Regions from separate parts of the Mus musculus genome. Here region 2 is linked to region 1. The links are chromatin contacts, called in public HiChIP or PLAC-seq maps. All regions are on one chromosome and are shown on one strand. The core of a region is the stretch at or near the end of the contact, and the rest is flanking DNA. Distances in the headings are between cores, read along the strand shown. Region 1 overlaps Cpa4 (carboxypeptidase A4). Region 2 holds the start of Cep41 (centrosomal protein 41).

Region 1 (5,985 bases), core at 1,886-4,385:
GTATCCTATAACCATGCAGGGTTTTTAGATCTCCAGTGGGAAATCTACATTTGTTTCTGCCAGGGCGTCTGGTTTCAGGTCCTTTGTGTGTTGATGGTTGGCTTGTGAATTTGCATCCCACATCAGGGTATAGCTTGGAGGTTTTTAAAAACAAAGTTTCTATCTATCTGTCTATCTATCTATCTATCTATCTATCTATCTATCTATCTATCTATCTATCATCTATCTGTGTGTAGGTGTGCATGTGCCTTGTGGAAATCAAGAGAACAATTAATTTTCTCCTTCCACCGTATGGGCACCAGGAATCAAACTCAGAACTCCCGTCAGGCTTGATAGCATGTGCTCTTACCTGCCAATCAATGGCCCCAGCCTGGCTGGTTGGCTGGCTTCCTTCTTTCCTTTCTTTTTCTTCTCTCTTCTCTTCTCTCCTCCCCTCCCCTCCCCTCTCCCTCTCTTCCTTCCTTCCTTCCTTCCTTCCTTCCTTCCTTCCTTCCTTCCTTCCTTCCCTTCCTTCTTTCTTTTAGCATGTCTCACTATGGTTGTTCTAGAACTTGTTATGTAGATCAGGTTAGTCTTCCTTCTGCCTCCTGAGTGCTGGGGTTAAAGGCAGATTCTACCCCACCCCAACTTGTTTTAACTTTTTTGTAGGTTACTCTCTTTTTCTCATGGCCCAAGGTATCTACTCTGCTTTTCTTCAGTCTTTAGAGTCCAAGGGCTGGGAGAGTTTCCAAGAGGTCCCTTCCCCTTTATTTTGAGCAAAGTCGTATGTAGTACCTTAGCATGGCCCCTGACTCCCCATGTAGTTGAGGATGACCTGGAGCTCATGGTCCTTCTACCTCTACCTTCTGAGTGCTGGCGTTACAGGTGTGTACTACCACCCCTGGTTTATGGGGTCCTGGGGATTGAATCCAGCAGCTCATGAACACTCAGTAGCGTTCTATTACCTGAGTTAGACACCCAACCTTCCAAGGCCTTTGTGTGTTAAACGAGCATTCTGTTCCTCTGCCACTCTCCACTTAAATTTTACTGATTAGTTTTTGAGACAGGGGTTCTCGTTGAACCCGGGCTCAGTGATTAACTAGTCACTGAGCCTCAGGGACCTTCCTATCTCTGCTCCCCTATCACTAGAGTCACAGGTACAGACTGCCACACCCAGATTTCTATGTGGTTGCTGGGATGGGGACTCAGGTTATCTTGGATGGCAAACATTTACTTTACTGAGCTATATTCCTAGCACTCTCTTTGCATTTATTAACATCCTTTTATATAGTATATACTTTATTTATATTTCAATATTTATATATTTCTTTTCTTTTTCTTTTTCTTTTTCTTTTTTCTTTTTGGTTTTTCAAGGCTGGGTTTCTCTGTATAACCCTGGCTATCCTGTAACTCACTTAGTAGACCAGGTTGGTCTTAAACTCAGAGATTCAACTGTTTCTCCCTCTCAAGGGCTGAGATTAAAGGTGCTACCACATATGGCTTCTTTTTTTATTTTATACTATACACAGCCTAGTTGTACTGATTATATGAAGACATCAAACACACTGTGAATGGTTTTTGTTTTGTTCTGTTTGCTGGTGGAGAACAATTTGGCAAACCCTGCTGTCCAGAGCCTTGATGAGCAGGTCTATTCTGATGATCCAGTCCAAGACAATGCAAAGAATCACATGCTGATGTTGGCAGTGGTGGCACACACCTTTAAGGCCAGGACTCAGGAGGCAAAGGCAGGAGGATCTCTGTGAGTTTGAGGACAGCCTGGTCTACAGAGTGAGTTCCAGGACAGGCAAGGCTACCCAGAGAAAACCAAAACAAGCCAAAGAATCATATTTTGGAGTAATATCTGTTTCAGTCTCTCTGCTTTATTCAAGGGGACTATAATTTTGCACACAATTGAAATGTGCTGACTTCTAGAAAACTGCAGAAAGCAGCTGTCCACTCAGCTCTGTGCCGACAGTGTGGCCAACTCCAAGGTCAGAGCCTCAGAAGAAACTTAACACTGACAAGATAAAGTTCACAGATACCCAACTCATAATGGGACAGAATTTTAAAACATCACTGGGTTGGGTACAGTAGCACAAGCCTACTATCCTAGCTCTTGGAAAAGTGAGATAGGAAGGGTCCAAGTTCAAGACCAGTATGTGCTACTTAGGAGCACCCTATCTCAACAAATTAAAAAAAAAAATTAAGTGTCTTTGGTTTGCTTTCCCACCCTTCAGATTTACCACGAGATGGACAGTATTGCCACAGACTTTCCTGAGCTGGTGAGCAGAGTGAAGATTGGAGAGACATTTGAAAAGCGGCCCATGTATGTTCTAAAGGTGAGGCCCAAGGCCCTTCCAAGTATCCTGACAGTACACAAATTTCTGGATCTGAGTTTCTAGGACTGAGCCCTTGGTCTGCTAATATAGGCAGTTTTTTTTTAGAGCCCTTGGTTCTAAGGAAGAGATCTGTAGTTCCGAGTCATCTTTGCATAATCAGATATTTTGATCTGATTGAATTCCATGCTTTTATCTACTGTAGGACTGTTAGAAAGAGCGTATCCCAGTCTATGTTTTGATTGGAAGGATCAAAAGAGAGGCCATTAGTATTCCTTAAGATTCTCAGAGGCCCATAGTCTGCCTTCATTCCCACCTAGCTGCTTAGTCAGGGTACAAACTCTGTTCTGCTTTTACAGCCTCTTCTTGGAAAAGAGTGTGGGATGCTTGCATTAAGGTAGATGTCATTTTTAAGCCCATTCTGGGGTTGTTGGCCACATGGAGCCCAATTTCCAGCTATTTCTAACACATTCGAGCCTCTCCTGGCAAAGGAGGCAGAGAGCTATGACAATGACATAAATTACGTAAGTAGTCCAGCTGAACACACAGAAAGGAATTTGGGCCTAAAAACCGTGGAACAACTGGTGGTGCTAAGAATTCGCCAGACCCTTAGCTTTGTAGAAGCCAGGTTTACAGCAAATACCAGGCAGAAGGGGTGCCATACCGCTGAGCTGGTTTCTGTAAAATAATTACATTTAGATTATTTGCCCATCTGATAGAGACCCTGGCTTCATTAGCCCCACGCTCTGACCCATGGAGCCCCAACGCTACAGCAAAGGCAGGAAGCAGAATTCATTACTGCCATTTACAAAGAGCTATAGTGAAGCCCTCTCCTTCGTAATTTAAAACCGAATCCATTTATTACACGAGCAGAACAGCCTGGTTCACGGACCCTTGTGTCTCTCTGTTGGGAAACCGTTTGAGAACTTTCAAGAGACACACTATTATTTCTAATCACACTAACATTCTGATCCACAGTAGCAATTGTTTCTCCTTCCCATTTACTCCCAAAGCTGGAGAGGTTTGGGCTGCCCAGAGCTTCAGCCAGCCAATTAAGCTCCCCGGTCACGGATAAGCGCGATAAATAGATGGTGCCCTTAGGAACATTTGGTCTCTGAATTATCTTAAATGAATTAAATGAATAGGAGCGGGCTGGGGAGAGGAGAGGTGAGGAGAGACGTGGACCGGCAGGTCATTTTCTGGCCCCTTTTCCCTCTGCAGTTCAGCACGGGAGGAGGCAAGAAGCGGCCAGCCATTTGGTTGAATGCAGGCATCCATGCCCGTGAGTGGATCTCACAGGCCACAGCCATCTGGACAGCGAGGAAGGTCATGTCGCCTGGAATTCGTCAAGGATTCTGGTGGGCCTGGGGTGGGGGACTGCAGCATCCCATGTAGCTGGGTCCAGGGGATGAGGTACAAGGTGATTGGCACAGACCTGGTAGGCTGGGACCTTTGCAGATGGGAGAAGTAAATAGTCTAAGGTCATCCCATTGTGGTTAAGTAACAGTGTTAGGGAGCAGGCTAATGTGCTTCAAACGTGGGCCTGAGAGACTGATTTACCGTGGGCCCTGCAAAAGGTATTGGAGCCTCAGTACCAAACTCAGATATGTTTTGTTTTCACCCCCTTCCAAGCCCCACAGGGCTTCTGGGTTCTCAGATTGCCCCCAAGATCCTTCAAGAAACAGTTTGAAGACAGTGCTGGGCAGAACGGGTAGTGTCTGTGGAAGGTGTGAACAAAGCCACCATCTCTCAGTCAACTACTTGTAGTTGATATTGTCATGCAATCCTGTCCCCTGGCTTTGAGGGACTCAAAGGCTTTTCAGAGAGCCCAGGGAGCTTCAGGGAGGTTTCAGAGAGTGGATACCATCTTATGGGAGAGGGGTCCTAGGTATCTCAGGGAAATACCTGGTTAGACCTACAGACCTAGCCCACCATGATGTAGCTGACAAGCACATTGTCTCTGCTTAGATTGTAACTGATTATAAAAAGGACCCGGCTATCACCTCCATCTTGAAGAAAGTGGATATTTTCTTGTTGCCCGTGGCCAATCCTGATGGATATGTGTACACGCAAAGCCAGGTGAGTGATTCGAATGGCCAGGGCCTAGACTGAATTTCCCAGGTGGATTCCACATTTCGTTGGTGCCCCTGGAGACCGTTTCTCCTAACTCGCGTGTTAGAAGCTCTCTTGGGATTTTTTTTCTTTTCTAGTTATCCTCTGAGCTGAGAATCGCCAGGGAATGTATTATTATTTTTAGAGAGAATAGTCTAAGGAACTCTCTATTGTGGGTCTTGAACAAATTTCAGCATTTTGCCTATCTTCTATTCATCTTTCTCTCTCCGACACGATTTATTTTCTTGACATATTATAAAGCAAATCCCAGACATCATGTTATTTCATCTACAACAACCTTAGTATGCATCTCTAGCTGATGATGATAATAATAATAATAAAAAAAACCCCAAACCCAGAACACTACTGTCACCTTTGAAAACTAATGGAAGTTCTTTAATATCCTCTAACACTCCCCATTATTTTAAAACTGTCTCCTAGGAGTCAATTTGTCGAAGCCAGAATCTAATAAGGTCTGTGCACTGCACCTGTGGCTGAGTCCCAGCAGTCTTCATTCATTCAGAAACACCCCAAACACGTCCTTTTAAAATGTCATTCATTTGCGGGAGAAACTAAGTAATTTCCTGTATAATGTCTCACATTCCGCGTCTGGCTGATAGCTTCTTTGTTGTCCGATTTAATTTGTTCCCTTATTCCCTAGTTGAGAGTGTGATTGGATTCAGGTGACTGTCTTAGACGACAATCAGCACCATGCGTGTCTGTGGCATGAGTGATTTTCAGTGGACAGTGCTTTGACTTCTGCATGAGCCAATAATCAGTCAAGGCATTCAGATGGGACCAGCTTGGTTCGGTTCGTGTATAGAAAGTTCTCACCTCATTAAGGCACTCTGGGGAGTCACTTTTTCTTTTCTTTTCTCTCCTTTTGTTTTCTTTTTTCCTTCTTTCCCTTTCTTTCTCTCTCTCTCCTCCTTTCTTCCTTCCTTCCTTTCTTCCTTCCTTCCTTCCTCCTCCTCCTCCTCCTCTTCTTCTTCTTCTTCTTCTTCCTCCTCCTCCTCCTCCTCCTCCTCCTCTTCTTCTTCTTCTTCTTCTTCTTCTTCTTCTTCTTCTTCTTCTTTTTCTTCTTCTTTTGGTTTTTCGAGACAGGGTTTCCCTGTGTAGCCCTGGCTGTCCTGGAACTCACTTTGTAGACCAGGCTGGCCTTGAACTCAGAAATCCTCCTGCCTCTGCCTCCCAAGTGCTGGGATTAAAGGCGTGCGCCACCACCGCCCAGCTTCTTCTTCTTTTTTGAGTCAGCATCTTACTGTATGTATTTTTGTCTGGCTTGGAACTAAGTAGAGCAGGTTGGCTTCAAACTCAGAGATCTGCCTGCCTCTGCCTCTCAAGTGTTGTGATTAAAGGTATGTGTCACCATGCCTGACTCAAAATCCTTTTTTAGGGCTGGAGAGATGGCTCAGTGGTTAAGAGCACTGACTGCTCTTCCAGAAGTCCTGAGTTCAATTCCCAGCAACCACATGGTGGCTCACAACCATCTGTAATGGGATCTGATGCCCTCTTCTGGTGTGTCTGAAGATAGCTACAGTGTACTCACATATATAAA
Region 2 (5,985 bases), core at 1,141-3,640, 110 kb after region 1:
AATTTACAGACTAGAAAGATATAAGGTTCTGGTGTTTATCAAAGTGAATGAGAACAGGCCATAACAAGGAATCCTTTGTGAAATGTTCTAACACAGGGAACAAAATGAAGCTTCCTGAAAGGAACAACAAGTCACAAAGCAACAGGATGGCTTTGGATTTTTCTACAGACACACTGGCTGCTGGGTCACAGCACAATGTTTTCAAGATGTTGTTTTCCAACCATGAAATCTATCTTCAGCCACACACTCAGGGGAAAAAAAAGAAGAATAAGAATGTAGAATGGAGACAGTTTTAGATAGGATATTTTGGGTACAAAAACACATATGCATTCTTTCTCAAGAATTCCTGGAAGTGGCCCTCCACTCAAAGAAGGCAGTAAAGACAGCAAGTGTTTACATCCTTCCTCTTCTGACGGACTCTTTGTCCTATATTTCCGGCTTCCTTCAGGAGAGCCCATGAATGGTCCCAGCTGGGGATGGAAGTCATCTGCCTTGATGCCCTCTCTCAAGGGCGATCATGCTTGATGGTGGGTTTTACACCTAATAGTTCTCTTTCATTCTGCCCCGACTTCCTAGCATCAGTTCAGACATATGGCAACATAACCACCTCATCAATGTCTCCGCTCCTCGACACAGCCTGTCCAACTCCATCCACCACAGTGTGGCTATGATGGTGCCTAAAATGCAAGTCTGAGCACATGACTAAAACTCCTTAGAAGCTTCTTGCGTGCTGACCAGTAGGCAGGATAATGGTATTCCCAATCTTGAACTACCCAGCCCACCCCATCACAGGCATCTAATATTGATATTATTTTAGTTGACAAAACATAATTTATTTCTAGGAAAAAAAGGTTGACATGCACACACTGTGCAATTATTAAGTTAGTAAATATCGTCATTACCTCCCTTGTTGTGAGGAGAGGTTTGGAATGTTCTCTTGGCTAATCTGAGATGTACATTAAATTTATATTTTAGTCACCCTGCTGTGTCATCTCCTGTGCCATCTCAAAAGTTTAGTTCTCCTAACAAACTTTCTACCCTGCGACCAGCATCTCTTTGTCCCAGACGCTATATCCCTAACTTCTGGTGACCATTATTCTAATTTCTACTTCACTGAGTTGGACTTTAGACTCCAAATGTAAGTGACACTGTGTAATATTTACACATCACTATCAAGGTTTAGTAGTGGCGGCACATGCCTTTAAATTCCAGTATCTATGAGGCAGAGGCAGGTGGATCTCTTTAAGTTTGAGGCCAGCCTAGTCCACATAGTGAGTTCCAGGACAGCTGGAGCTACATAGTGAGACTGTCTCAGAGACAACCAACCAACCAAACAACAACAACAAAAAACAACCAAACAAACAAAAAACCCCACCAAAATAACAGACATTACTATCATGGCACTCCAATACACATGCCACAGTTTCCGACACCAGGCATTCAACAAGAAATCCAAGACCTACAACTGGTGTTTGCTATGAAGGTGCAGAAGGCCCCTCTCAAATTGCCTTTTGTTCTGTAGACTCCTACTGGGACTTGGTCGGAGTTGAAGCTCTCCTTGGCTTTACACAGGCTGTTCTAGCAAGCTCTTCACCTGACTCACGAGTGGCCTTGATGGGTTGGGGCCTTTTCAGCTCAAGAACGCCCCTCCTTCTCTCAGCTTGAGTGCTGTCTTTCCTCCTCCATCTCTCTCCCGAAGCTCACCAATTTCCATCACTAGACTGAACTCTACTGTAGAGACTCTGTCGTTCTCTTTGTAGGTCTGGTTACTTGTTTGGTAAGGGTCAAATAACACTGGGTGACATTAAACTGCTACAAATGCACAAGGGCACTGAGGGTAAAGGAGAACAAAGGGCCCTATTTTGCTCCCTTTGCAAGGGCGGCTTGGCCTGGGGTACCCCAACTCAGAAGTGATGGGCCCCTTCACCTCCTTCCATGTTTTGGGGGTCTTTGATTTTTACTTTGTTTGCAGGTGTCACTCCTAGACTGTAAACTCTTTGAGGGCAGGGGCTGTGTCTTTATGTACTTGGCTCCTCCAAGCCTCGAACGTCGGTGTCCGGTGGGTCTTTGTGGGGCGAGCACGCCCGGCACCGGCGGGTGCCACTGACGTGGAGCCTCGGCCTGCCCCGCCCCAGGCCCTGCGCTCGGCCCCCTCCTCACGCTGGCCACTTCCCGCCTTCCGGGCGGCGGAAGTGGCCGGCTGTTCGTCCCTGCCCACGTGGCGCCTTTTCCGGTGCGCCCGCCCCCTCCGGCTCTCGGGTCCGGACCTGGCCCTCACCTCAGGATTCCCAATGTGCCTCCGGGCAGACATATTTGCTCCAACCGACCACGCTCGGGGTTCTAGCCTCACGTCTGGCTACTAATCTAGCTTCCTACCCCCCTCCAGCCCCCACTCAGCCGCCTCCCTGTAACCTCTCTTCCGATTGGCTCGGCTGCCCAGGCCAGCCAATAGAAGCTCCGTTTACTGCTTCGGCCCGGGCGGGGAGAGCAAAAAAAGCTGCTCAATGGTTGCCAAGGGCAACGCGGGACGCCCGCTAGCGCAGCTTGGATCCTGGCGCCCAGCTCCTGCCTGAGCGCGGGAAGGAAGGGGGAGGGGCTCCGGCGCCTGCGCAGACCTGAGAAGGGGGGGGGGGGGAGGGTCTGGCCTCAGGCTGGAGAGAGAACACAAATTCACCACAGGTCCCCCCAACCCTTTGTAAAGTCTTTCTAACCAAACATCGGGGCTACTTCTTCCACGGCAAAGGACATGATTTGGGCCAGGGATGTTCAACTGGAACGAGAGTGCATAGTTTATTATGTTCAGGTCTTAAGTTATTATGCAAATTATGCAAAATATCATAAGTAAACACAGTAATTATTGTTGCTCTAAAAGCTTTTAGTCTAGCGAAAGAACAGCAACCTTAATTGCAAAGAGCACACACCGTTCAGTGGTTCATCATTCATTTAACAAGTATTTAATAAGCACCTTATGAAGAAAGCGGCAGTATGTTTTGTGGAGGATGGGAAAGATGACTAAAATCCGATCCCGTTGTCATGGAAACCATTGTAACTCCTGCCACCAACCACCACCTGTTCTCATTCCAGATCTGAAAATTAAGTCCTAGCACCTTTACAAAACAATTACCCACACAGTTTGACTTGGCTCCTAAATGTCCCACCAAATCCATCAAAATTACTATTTCATTTTACAGGGAAGAAACAGCACAGTAACCCTTTGTCCTGTGCTCTAAGTCGTTTTTTTTTCCAGGAATAGAGAAAGGTTCCATTGGTTTGTTCATACTGGCTAGCTCTGTGTTAATAACAACATCCATGTGAACTATGGCAGGGTCTACGCAGATGACCTAGTCAACAACGTGGTCTCTCATACCCTGTCGTGCCTCATAGCAACTTCAGGAACCTGCTCTTAGGGCCGTATCTTGGATCAAGTCATTCAGACTGGACCTCCAGGATCTTGGACTATTGTCCTAACTGCCCCTTGTACTGTGTTTAGTGTTTAATACCTACCAAGGTTTATCTTAAATCCCTTTACCATGTCTAGTCTTTAACCCTTCTAAAATTCCCACTCATCATTCTATTAGAATGAAGGATTGGGGGCTGCAAAGGTTAGAAGGGAGTAGATAGGGTGTATTTATCACATCTTTGCATAGCGAACCCCTGTGCAGCTTGGAGTTGGAGTAACTCTAGCTTTAATTTTTTTTTCAAATCCTATTATTAACGATGGTTCTTAAATGCTTTAACCTTCCTTGTAGCCCACCACCCCACCAGAGGTAGTAGAAAAGAAAGGATATGTGGGAAATGGACCTGTTTAGAAAGGTTCTTTGGAGCAACTCAGTGTTGTCTGGAAATCGGCAGTTCAATTCACAGGTTAGCAGGCAGCGGCAGCTTGATCTAGTTGCAAATACCTCACGGATACACCAGGGGTCCAGTTCGGTAAAGTTGGCTTAGCAACAGTGGTGACAAGACCTAGCAGAGACAGCCTGGCCCCAGCCTCAACTTGAGTCAGCAGGAGGGACCATCGGGAACCCAAGGAGAAGTTCTCTGTTGTGCCTCTCTCAGGAAAGTGAAGGCCAGCAAAGACCACCGAGACCCACCAGTGTTGCACAGCTAACTGTATGAGCAAGCCGGGCTCTGTCTCCGTCATTCCTTGGAGTCCCATTTATGCCTTTCACACATCAAGTGTCCTCCACGTGCCTTGCCTCAGCACACGTCTTACCTCAGCAGGACGCTTGCCTAAAGCACAGGCATCCAGTCAGCCCCAGTCCTTGGAAGCCGCAACAAACTGCAGCACACCACCAGAAGGGTTTTTTTTGGTGCATTTTTCTCTACTGTGTCCGAACAAATGCAGATCAACAATACAATGTAGCTCAACAACACAATGTAAAGCAGACCGATACATGCGTGTTGTTAGCAAAGAATCCTTCATCACCTGTCCTTTTATGCACTTGCTTTAGAACATCCTCTCTCCTGTGTCTGCTTTAGACACAGTTCCCTCATGAATCGGCCTTAGCCTTTCCCACCTGTGTCCACTTTAACGAAACTTTCCTTCACGTGTTTGTCATAGCAAAACACCATCCAAATGACTTCTCAGAGAACCCTTACATTTCCACTTCAAAGTGACCATAGGGATTATGGGTAGAAAATTTGGAAACGGACATGTGGGATGGCTTTGTTGTCAAGGTCCTGGCTGCCAAAGTGAGTGACCTGAGGTCAATCCCTGGAACCTACATGGTGGAAGGGGAGGGGAGGACCAACTACTTGCAAGTTGTCCTGTGACTTCCATGCATGTACACACGCAAGCATACTCAGAGACTAAATGAGGGAGAAAAGGAATAAGAAGGGGCCAAAGCCCAGAGGTTGGAGGAAAGGAAGAAAGGAGAAACTTGAAGGCTATAGGTGAAGCGATAGAGGTCCATGAAGTGGGGTAAGCAAGATGAGAACCTGGGCTATGGCAAGGGCAGCTATAAAGCTTTCAACTTGGAAATCAAGCAAATGGGTGGGTGATAACGCATTCATAAGGGTACAGACCAACAATCCAATTTCCAAGAACAGAAAATGTAATGTCCAGCATATTGTAAGACTGTTTTTAAACTCTTGTTCCAGGGGGTATGGAAATATAAAGTTTATTGGCCTTCATGGTCATTGTGTTTATCAAATTAGGGCAGCATACATGGCATATAGCAAGATTATGGAAGTGTGTATTCTTCAGTCTAAGGCTACCTTGTTACTGGGATGGAGCAATTTAAACACATGGTTCTTCTCCATCCCCTGGATTCTGATGGAGAAGAGCCCAAAGGTTCTTGAAGAGCCTCTGCCCAGAAAGAGCCACACCTCGCTTCCATCGCAGGCCTCCATGGACTCCTTGGTGGTGTCAAGCTACAAACCAAAAGGCTTTTAGCATCAAGATTCCTTTCAGATCCTACGGTGTCAAAACTGGATCAACATTAAAGGAAGGTGTTTACTCTCACTATGAAAAATAGCTAAGTGCTATCAAATGATAATCCATGGACGATAACATTCAGTAAACATTGGTGTGTCTAACAAGGCAAAGAGCTGTCTCATTTTTCAACTGACCGACAAGATACTTTTAAAAAAAGTTAACCATATAGTGCCCAGTAGTTCATGAAATAAACACCTTTGGATACTGCTAATGTGCATATAAAGAAGTGTGACCTGTTGAGTAATTCAATAAGAACTACAAAAGAAATCCTTAAATCTTAATATCCTAAGAATTTTACAAAAGGAAATAATCAGAATAATTTTTGGTAGTGGCATTCGTAGATGTTAACTGGACTCTTACTTATAACACTGAAAATTTAGAACCAGCCTAATCGGTCATCAAGTAAAGAAAATTGTTAAACTATATACTGTCATATTCATAAAAGGTAATTTACTGAACTGTGAACACATATAATTTAAGGAATAATCAGGTCAAGAGGGAGCTACTCCTGACCCAGCAAATGAAAAGAATGCTGAGAAACTTCTTAC

What was found. HiChIP or PLAC-seq counts read pairs in DNA pulled down with a chosen protein or histone mark.
Region 2: an H3K4me3 HiChIP or PLAC-seq map of forebrain shows a contact between it and region 1, with 2.7 times the contacts expected there. The contact joins the promoter of Cep41 here to the enhancer-like site in region 1. A contact is called at or near these places in 16 of 39 promoter capture datasets (the 3T3-L1 cell line, 3T3-L1-derived adipocytes, cranial neural crest and 10 more), 4 of 484 Hi-C or Micro-C datasets (cerebral cortex, embryonic stem cells, muscle stem cells and 1 more), 5 of 115 datasets of contacts at active chromatin or transcription factors (embryonic basal ganglia, embryonic forebrain, embryonic limb bud and 2 more) and 2 of 9 other capture datasets (adipose tissue and liver).

The regions. Positions count from the first base shown.
Region 1 is chr6:30,577,361-30,583,345 of GRCm38.p6, forward strand. Cpa4 (carboxypeptidase A4) reads left to right here. Exons shown (of 11, transcript NM_027926.3): 5 at 2,217-2,318; 6 at 3,537-3,641; 7 at 4,284-4,394. Among named protein-coding and RNA genes, the nearest start is that of Cpa4, 12 kb to the left of the region's middle. Within about 2 kb of position 3,136, at least 28 of the 459 cell types and tissues checked have an H3K27ac peak or open chromatin away from gene starts, as enhancers often do. A contact at or near this core is called in cerebral cortex, embryonic forebrain, forebrain and 1 more, where this site is marked.
Region 2 is chr6:30,691,359-30,697,343 of GRCm38.p6, forward strand. Cep41 (centrosomal protein 41) reads right to left here and starts at 2,391. Exons shown (of 11, transcript NM_031998.3): 1 at 2,279-2,391. The coding sequence starts at 2,311.